Regions from separate parts of the Pan troglodytes genome. Here region 1 is linked to region 2. Evidence: chromatin contacts called from public Hi-C data. All regions are on one chromosome and are shown on one strand. Each heading gives the region's core, a stretch centred on a gene start, on an enhancer-like site or on the middle of the called end of the contact. The rest is flanking DNA. Distances are from core to core; before and after follow the strand shown.

What was found. Hi-C and Micro-C count contacts between places; a contact is called where the count stands out from the background.
Region 1: a contact with region 2 is called in a Hi-C map of induced pluripotent stem cells, with 2.7 times the contacts expected there. The contact joins the enhancer-like site here to the promoter of NTRK2 in region 2. A contact is called at or near these places in 2 of 7 Hi-C or Micro-C datasets (induced pluripotent stem cells and stem cell-derived neural progenitor cells) and 1 of 1 datasets of contacts at active chromatin or transcription factors (stem cell-derived excitatory neurons).

The regions. Positions count from the first base shown.
Region 1 is chr11:75,414,974-75,419,826 of NHGRI_mPanTro3-v2.0_pri, reverse strand. It overlaps NTRK2 (neurotrophic receptor tyrosine kinase 2), which reads right to left. Exons shown (of 20, transcript XM_001135401.5): 18 at 899-1,133. Among named protein-coding and RNA genes, the nearest start is that of NTRK2, 280 kb to the right of the region's middle. Within about 2 kb of position 2,431, at least 9 of the 24 cell types and tissues checked have an H3K27ac peak or open chromatin away from gene starts, as enhancers often do. A contact at or near this core is called in induced pluripotent stem cells, where this site is marked.
Region 2 is chr11:75,131,157-75,135,432 of NHGRI_mPanTro3-v2.0_pri, reverse strand. NTRK2 (neurotrophic receptor tyrosine kinase 2) reads right to left here and starts at 2,746. Exons shown (of 20, transcript XM_001135401.5): 1 at 2,357-2,746; 2 at 1,719-1,840; 3 at 1,254-1,462; 4 at 182-765. The coding sequence starts at 393.

The DNA of each region.
Region 1 (4,853 bases), core at 1,182-3,681, 280 kb before region 2:
ATGTCCGAGTTCCAAAATCTCAGTTAACAAAGTTAACATATCCCGGGGGCCAGTTCTAGGTCATCAGTGGATCTGAGTCACTGTCTGTAACTCTGCCTCTCAGTGATTTCAGTGGTGGAAACACCAGACAAGCTGTGTGGAAGTGTCTAGGAACAGGCAGGATAAAACTTCTTCCATCTCACCAAGCTAAACCGCTTTCAACCAAGATGGCGCTTGGAGGGAACTTCCAAAGTCCGGTGTACTATTATTTATGTGAACAAGTTCACTTTTGTTCAAATCTCAAACAAAGGCTCCAGGCATACTTTCACAGAATCAAAGCCAAACCTCAGCATCCTTTAACCTCACCAGGAATTCCCCCAGGCCCTCAGTTTTCTCTGGAAGGATTCTCACACTGAGGACTTCACTCTTGGAGATCTCACCCACCACGCTGGAGTGCCAAGAGCAGGGTGGGTGCTATGGGCTGACCTGTGTCCCCCCAAAATTTATACGTTGATAACCTCACCTCCAGGGCCTCAAAATGTGACTGTATTTGGAGACAAGACTTTAAATAGGTGATTAAGTTAAAAAGACCATTAGGGTGGGATGCAATCCAATCTGACTGGTGTCCTTAAAAGAAGAAATTTAGACCTAAAGGGAAGGATTGGGTTGTCACCATCCCAATGTGAGGGCATAGTGAGAAGGCAGCCACCTGCAAGCCAAGGAGCGAGGCCTCAGGAGGAACCAATCCCACTCACACCTTGAGCTTGGACTTCCAGCCTCCAGAGCCATGAGAAACACATGTCTGTCGTTTAAGCCACCCAGTCATGATATTTTGTTATGACAGCCTCAGCAAACAAATACAGCAGGGGTCCCGCAGGGAAAGAGGTCCCTGGGGTCTCTGATCTGCACAGCTACTCACCCTGTAGTAGTCAGTGCTGTACACATCCCGGGACATCCCAAAGTCCCCGATTTTCACCAGCAAGTTCTCCCCGACCAGGCAGTTCCTGGTGGCCAAGTCGCGGTGCACGAAGTGCTGGGACGCCAGGTAGACCATGCCCGCGGCGATCTGCTGGGCTATATGCAGCATCTGCGACTGCGTCAGTTCCGTGGGCGGGTTGCCCTCAGCCATCAGCACGGCATCAGGGCCGTGTGCCCTGGGGAAGGACATGGAGAATGAAGCTGGGGGCCTCAGCATTTTCACTCCAGGGGCCCTTTGCCCCTGCCCCTCCCCGTCCCTCTTGCTAAGCTCCTCACCCCCACCCTGTAGCTGCTGGTGCTAAAAGTTGCTGCCTGACTTAGCATGAACAGGAGACAAAGGTGCTCACACAGTTGTACTTCTGCAGTCCTGAGAGCACCCAGGCTGCTCTGTTTCCCAAAGAGTCTGGAATTCCCAGGACCCCGTGGGCCTGAATGTCCCCCTTCCCTCCAGTGTACAGACAGGTTGACATTTTAGGGGCTCTGGCACTGTGCTGGGTTCAGGCACTTACCAGGGCCCCCTGACCCTGAGAAGCAGCAGGTAGGTGAAGGAAGACAAAACCAAAAACAAAACATATGGGGAAAGATGGACTCTCCTAGTGGGATGGACATGGCAGCCCAGTGGGTCCCCACCCCTCCCCACCTAGCCAGGCTATGCCAGAGTATCCCCCAACCAAGCTGATTCCTCCAGAGTGTCCCCACCAGCACCAGAGCTGGGCAGCCTGCGGCCTTCCATAGTCCACCTGATCTGTGGCCAGGCATGGTTTTGAAGCTACGCCTGGCTCTCTCAAGCCCAGTTCAACAACAGAGTCCCAGGGCATTCTCAATCTGGATGTTCATTCTCAATACAAAATACCATTTCCTTCTGTCCACCCCTCCTCCAACCTCCGCTCAACACAGGCTATGGCCAACACATAGGAGAACTCTTTTGAACCACAGCCTGTTTATTCTTTTGCTGGGGAAAATTTTATTGTTTACACTATGGGGAGGGGGACTATGATTTTTTAAATCTTATTTTTCTTCTGTCTTACACACCTGGCCTCTCCTCAGCTATGTGATGACTTAGGGCACCCTAACACGCAAGTCCTGCAAGGGTGGGAGGATCCGCGTCTTAGGATGCCGCCCTCAGCGCGGCAGGCTCTGCTGTGACATCCTGCGCTGTGAGCCAAGATGAGCGTCATTGCCCCTGGTGGCCTGAGGGGGCGCTGCAGTGCAAGGAATAAAGGCGGGGTGTGCTGCCGGGCTCTGCCCTGGCGTGGCCAAAGGGCTTCTCTCTCGGAAAGGAAAGATCTCCCTCAAGACGTTTTGAAACACTTGGAATAAATATAGAGGATTTTGCATAAATGTTAAAGTAGGTAACCTCACCTGCAGGGTTTCAGAGCCGTGTGAGTATTTGAAACTGAGAAAGCCAGAATTGTCTGAGAACACATGTCAGGGTTTGCCCTGCCTCTCCGCCCTCCTTCCCCCAACTATTCAAGCCACAGGCGTATCCCCACTTCCATCCTGGCTCCAGCCTACAGTGACTGTCTTTGCCTTTGATTTCGGGAATCATTCTGTCACCAGATCTTTCATTCCTGTAATCTCAGGGAATGAACACTGGACAGAAGTTGGGGGGTCTCCCAGGCCTACCAGCGTCCAATGCCATGATCCTGGGAAGCCCTTTAATTTCTCTCATGTACAATTTCTTCATTAGTCAAAAATACAGAGGAATATTATACTGGGTAATTTCTTAGGTTCTTCCTGTCTCTAAATACCTGGATTTAACCATTCCCTGGGGAGGAGTTTCCTGTTTTTGTACAAGCCAGTCCTAACATATTTCACCTCTACTCAAACCACAACCCCCAGCTGCCTCTTGTCACATTGAGGAACAATGCTGGGAAAATGCTCCAGGGCTTTCTTCAGCTCAAAAGCACCTACTCAAGGTAAGAAGCGGCACAGTGGCCAAAGCTCCGGGATATGTGAAATGAATTTGGATCCTGTCCCACACTTGCTGTGTGATTTTGGGTGAGTTACATAACCTCTCTGGGCCTGTTTCCTCCCTCTGTAAATTGTAGATACTAACTGCCCCTTGCTAAGGGCATTGATGTGAGGAGGACTGACACTGTGCTTGCATACTGCTTCGTGGCCTTTCACAGGAAAACCAGGGAGAAAGGCTTTGCAAACAAAGATTCTCTTTAAAAATGAAATTGACAGGTGATGTGAAAACACAAGTTATCCTCTGTGCATTACTTTTTGTAACTGGCCTGTAACAGGGCTCTTCAGGATACTAGAGGGTGGGCCCTTTCCACTTCACTAAAGGTGAATCAAGCCTAATCCTTTTCAGCACTGAGGGGTCAGGGGAAATTGCCAATGTTTTCACTTGTCTTCCTTAAATCTACTATGACCTCAGCACCAGGAGAAGGGGCTGGGGTGCACATAAACTAAAGAAAATCTGAAATAAAGACCCAGAGACTCGGTCAGAATTTAATCTTCATAGATACCATTTAAATAATAAAATAATTTGTTGATTGGCCACAGCCTTATATCAGTTCCAGAAAACTGATCTACTTTAAATATCTGTCAGAGGCAGACTCCAGGATAGAGGAAAAGTTAGATGTCAGTGCAAAAGGCCACCTCCGCACAAAATTCTTTCCTCCAACCCCACACTCTGCAGACGTCAGGAAGCTGGTGGCCCTCAAATGCCTAATGCACTTTATATTAGTATGTGTGGGTTGGGGGAGACTCCTGGATTTTTAAAGTAATTTCCCCTGTTTATATCTGGGTATTTGCTGTTCAACTTTCCGAACACGACTCTTGAAATAAAATAAGCCTCTGGATGCTTTCTCTGAGCAGAACATACTGCTGTAAAAAGTGGGTAGGTGGGTCTGCTACACAAGTCCTTAAGAGGAACAGAAATAACGGTTAACGCTGCAATCCTCTGCTTTCACTTTCCCAGGTCCTCGTGAAGTCTTAGAAATAAAAACACATTTCATCTCTTCCAGGAAGACATTCCTTAAGAGGTAAAAAAAATAAAAAAATTTTAAAAAGCACCATCAGCTCCCTGGCTTGGGAAGCAAGTAGCAGGTTCATGGGCCTGACTTAGCTGTCCAGTTCTCTCCAGCGTGGATTACAGCCGGCACTGCACCAACTGCTCTGGCTCCAGGATTCTATAGCACACCACTTTCCTTCTGGTCTTTTCAACAAGCACCTCAGCAGACAGGATGGCAGAGTGGTTAAGACCATGAGTTCTTGCAGCCAGGGGCTGCAGGTTTGAATCTCAGCTCTGTCATCTGCTACCTGTGTGATTCAGTTTCCCCAACTGTAACGTAGGAATGACGGCAAGGATGGTTTATACCCTGAAACATATTAAAATGCTTAGAAAGTTCAATAAATGTTAGCTGTGATAGTTTGAAAAATAGTAGTCTATTTTTCCCCTCATTAGACGGCAACTCTGGACAGATTCTAAGAGGAAAAATCATGAAACCCTTGCAAGCAAAGACATGTGTTTTATTCCTCATTTCCCACCCTAACTAGCTTAGAGCCTGGCCATGCTGGTGCTTAATATATGGCTTTTGGATGAATAAAGAGGGTAGGGAGACAAGAGAAGACATCTGTCCTTATAGGGCAGAGCTGATACAGCTGGGGACTTTTCATGGCAGCTAAGTGCCCAGCTCCCTTGCGGAAAGAGGACAGCCTATATTTGCAGCATGTTAGTGCACCTGAGAACTAGACTTTTGGCATGGCAAACCTCTTGTTCCCAGAGTTTAGCAGGTTCTGAAACCAAGCAGGCTAGGTTTCCAATTGCTCCACACCCTGTGCAAGGTGCCAAGGGAGAACCAGGTGCCTGTTCCTTCTGCAAGGCAGGAAGGAGAGCTAGGGAGAAGGAGAGGCTGAGTGAGAAAGTGAAAGAGTCAAGTTGC
Region 2 (4,276 bases), core at 1,497-3,996:
CCTGCACTAGCAGTCCCAAGCCAGTGAAACAGCAGGTAACTGAGAGATGACCCTGTCCTGCATTTCTTGTCTTTGACTTCTCCCCACTCTTGGGACAGCATTCACTTCCAGGACCTACCCACCTGGCCAGCTCGGGCCCTAGGGGCAAGGAGAAAAAGGAGGAAAAGCTCCAGGAACTCACATTTCGGTGATGTTCTCAGGATCTACACTGTTAGGCTCCAATCTCGGAAATGCCACGATGCCAGGAGAAGGGTCGCTGCACCAGATCCGAGAGGCACTGCATTTGCAGGACGTGGGACAGGCGAAAGCGGCCCTCCAGAAGCCCACAACCAGCCAGCAGAAGCCCCAGAGCCGCGCCATGGCGGGTCCATGCCACCTTATCCAGGACGACATCCCTAGCAGCCAGTGCCAGCCCGAGTGCCTGTCCCCGCGCTGCACCGGCCGGTTTCCCCCACCCGTGCGGGGAGGCCTTCCCTGCGCTTGCGGCTCTCTTAACTCCTCGGTGCTTGTTGCGGGCGCGCCGAGTCCAGCTTATCAGAGGCTGAGCTGGTCCGGAGCGAAGAGTGTTCCGGCAGGCGGCAGGGTTCACAGTGGCCCCGGCATAGCGAACCGCTTTACAGGGGGGCGCTACCGCTGCTCGGAGCTCCGCGGCGGCCGTCGCTGCATGGCCCGGCGCGCCGGGCACCGACCGGCGGCGCGCCCGGGACTCTCTGGGGCGCAGATTCCTTGTTAGATGCGAATGGGGGTCCGGTATGCACCTCGAGGCTGAGGACAAACAGACACGCGTAAGACTGAGCGTAGGACCCCCAACACCACTAATTGGGGCACTCTCCCTCTCTGCTCGCGTCATCCCCACCCCGACCCCAGCCCGGAGACTGTGGATGGATGAGTGCCCAGCTCCGGCCCAGGAATCAACTTGCCCCGCGATGGCACTGACGCCGCTGGAGCCACCAGTGTGCCCACTCTCTCTTCGAGCCTGAGGCCAAGGGAGGGGAGGTAGGGAAAGGGTCCCCAAGACAGGATTCCATGGTACAGGCCGGGCGAAGGACCCTTTAAAGGGGAATGCGGAGACTGCCGGCGGCTTTGGCTCCGCGACGGGGCCCCCGAATGATGCTGCAGAATCCGCCACGGCCGCTGGGTGCCGGTGGCGCGGGCAGGTGGCGCGGCACGTCCCACCTGGGGAGTAGCCGAGGCCGCCCCAGGGGGAGACAGTGAGGGCCGAGGCGACCGAGGGCACTATCTGCGCTGCTCACCGGGGCTCCGGCGCCTCACGCCCGCCGGCGGCGCCTGGGTCCAGGCTCCTGCTACCGCCGGGGACTGAGCGCGTAGAGCGCGAGCGAAGCAGCCAGCGAGGCTCCTGCTCCAACCCAATTCCGGGAGCCGCCGCCGCCGCCTCTGCTACTGCTGGCGAAGTGACGTGAGGGCTGACGCAGAGCAGGGGCAGAAACTCCAGAAAATTAGTCTGAAATCCAAAAACACACACACGCTCATACACACACAAACCCATAACACCCTCCAGACAAAAGCACCAGGGAGGGGAGGGGAATCTGGGGGCGAGCAGGGAGGAGGGAGGCATCGGTGCCACTGGCCAGAAGCAGACAGCAGCAGCATGTGGGAGTTCACACACGCGCGCACACACGCACACATCCTGGCCGTGTAGACATGCACGCGCGTGCGTGTGTGTGTCCGTGTGTGTGTGTGCATTTACATCCAGGTACCTCTAAGATGAACCGTTCCTCCGTTCGACGCCTCCCGGTCCCTAATTCACACCACAGTCTCTTCTACAATCGCGGTAGAGGCTGTCTCCCTTTTCGAAATGGAAACCGTGCTTGGTTCAGCTCTGAAAAATGCGCTGATTCTTATTATAGGAATCCTCCCTCCCTTCTCCCTCCCCGCGTTCTCCTTTCCCACCCTGCCTAAAAGGGAGGGCAAGCTATCCTAAAAATAAATAAATGTTGTAAACACCAAAACGTGTTCTGCATTGGTAACCAAGGATCACCGCCCCCATTCCGGGCCACCTATTTGGGGATCGGTGGTTTTGGAGGGGCTTCCTGTTGGTGCTTTTGCAGAGGGAAGGGAGTCTCCAAACACAATTCTAGCTCTCTAAGTGGGTCTTTTTCCTGCCGTTTTCTGCCATCACACGCCCGGGAAATAGAGACATGTGAGGGGAAGGGAGCGCGCCTGATGCGTATTCTAAATGCTCGGTGGCCACCCTGGCCTGTCCGATGTGTGGCGCCGCGTCATTTTCTCTCATCCTTTAACCTGACGGGATGTAGCCATTCCCAGATCGTGGATTCACTCCCCGCGATGCCCACCCCCACGTAGGGCATCCCAAGCCCTTGCTCCCCTGCCGTACCTTGCGCGTGTTCATGTGTGCGAGGGTGTGCGCGAACGCGTGCCCTGCGCCCGCGCTGCCCGGAGCACGATATGCATCCAGCTACGAAGAAGCCAGGCACGGGCAGAGCCTCGGGGTCTCACTAGGGACAAATTAGGCGATCCGGGAGGGTCGGGTGACAAACCGTAACTGTTCTGCGGGTGCAGTTAAATGATGGCTGCGGGGCGTTTGCAAGCCTCGTCTGAGAATCCGTCTTCCCTTTTGCGGCTGGGAATCTGTTTTTCCGCAGTCATTTAAAAGAGAACTGGGAAAATACACCGCAGTGCCTGACACTTCCGAGGGCTCTGGTGCCCCCGCGCGGGGAGAGAGCGCCCGGCACGCTCCGGAGCACCAGCCCACGGCCCCAGTCGCGGCGGGCACAGCGCTGGGGGCGCGCTCTGGCGCCAGATGCGCAACCAGCGGCGCCCGACGCCTGCGCGTCCCTGCCTGGCCGGTGCGCGGCTCTCCTGGCCTCGCCGAGCTCCTGCCCGGGGGAAAAAGGCGGGCAATCCTTCGCTCGAGAGAGAGCAATGGGTTGGAGTCTCGTTCAAAATATAGTAATAGTCACTGATCTACCCGCAGAGTTTGGGGATGGGAAGGATCAAGAAACCGAACGTTAGAGTGAATGCTCGGATCTAGGCCAAGCGTTAAATATTACGAAGGGAACGTAAAACATCTAGTGGGGCTTTTTTGTACAGATCCTGGGCGCTGAGTGTAACCGCGGGAATTCTTGGACAGCACCCAAAAATCTTGCTGCAGGTCCCGAAAGCAAGGCCAGCAGGTCTGTCTCACCACTGTCACTCGGCTGTAACACACATCGAGTGGTGAACGGCCAGGCTGAAGTTTACTCCTGAGCTGCGCCTCTATTCTCTACTAGGTGAGGACGCGCCAAGGAAGAGACGCCAAGGGCAAAAACGACCTGGTCTCAGACGCACGTAAAACTCCGCCTGTCTTGTCAGTGCCCCTTAAGTGGAGAAGCCCCTGAGGAACACTTGGGGAAGGAAGGAGTGTGTGCGTAATCACCCACATTTCTCTCACACTCCCATACTCTGAGCCCATTTTTCTAAGAAACGGCCCATTTTCGCCCTAGTGGCTGCAGCATGTCAATGCGGTATGGAGAATAGGCAGTCTTACGGTGGTTTGTACACCAGAAGAGTCTAATTATGTTGGAATATTTGTAGAGTTTCTATTAGAGTAAATATATGCTACTATTATAGTTGGATTCTAAATATATTCCACTATCTCCCACTTAAAATTAGGACTTGCGGTCCTACTTCTAATCACCCTACTTCTGCTGTACTATTTCAACCATAGCAGTTTGTCCTTTGGACAGATAATTTACTTATTATATATATTTTTAAAATTTCTCCCAGAAGAATGTGCACTCCATGTAGGCAGGGATTTTTATCTATTTTATTCATTGATATCTCTCAAGGACATGGTAGGTGTTAAAATATATGTGTATTTTTAATGAATAAAATAAAATAAAGGAGATCTCACTTTCTTAACCTCTAATTCTGCAAGAACCTGGATAATTCCCCCAGACACGCTCCTTCTCACCTTCACAATTTCAAATCTTCCTTGCGTTCTGAGTGCTCCCAGCACTGCTTAAAACCTTGCCTTACTTTCTGTCTCATTTAGTAGCCAGATAGGCTTCAGTACTGGGCCAGAGAGGGCCTCCTACTTATTCATGCTAGTAACTGAACACCTCCATGGACAGTGTCTAGAACACACTGGTGATCAGTAGCTATTTCTTAACTGATAGAACTGTGGATCTACCTCGATTTTAAGACCTATAAGATACGTCCCAGAGATCACTTCAAGGATTCTCAGATCACACCTTTGTAAGAGATGATGAACATTTTTCAGATGAACAATATAGAGATGACTTTTTTCTAGATC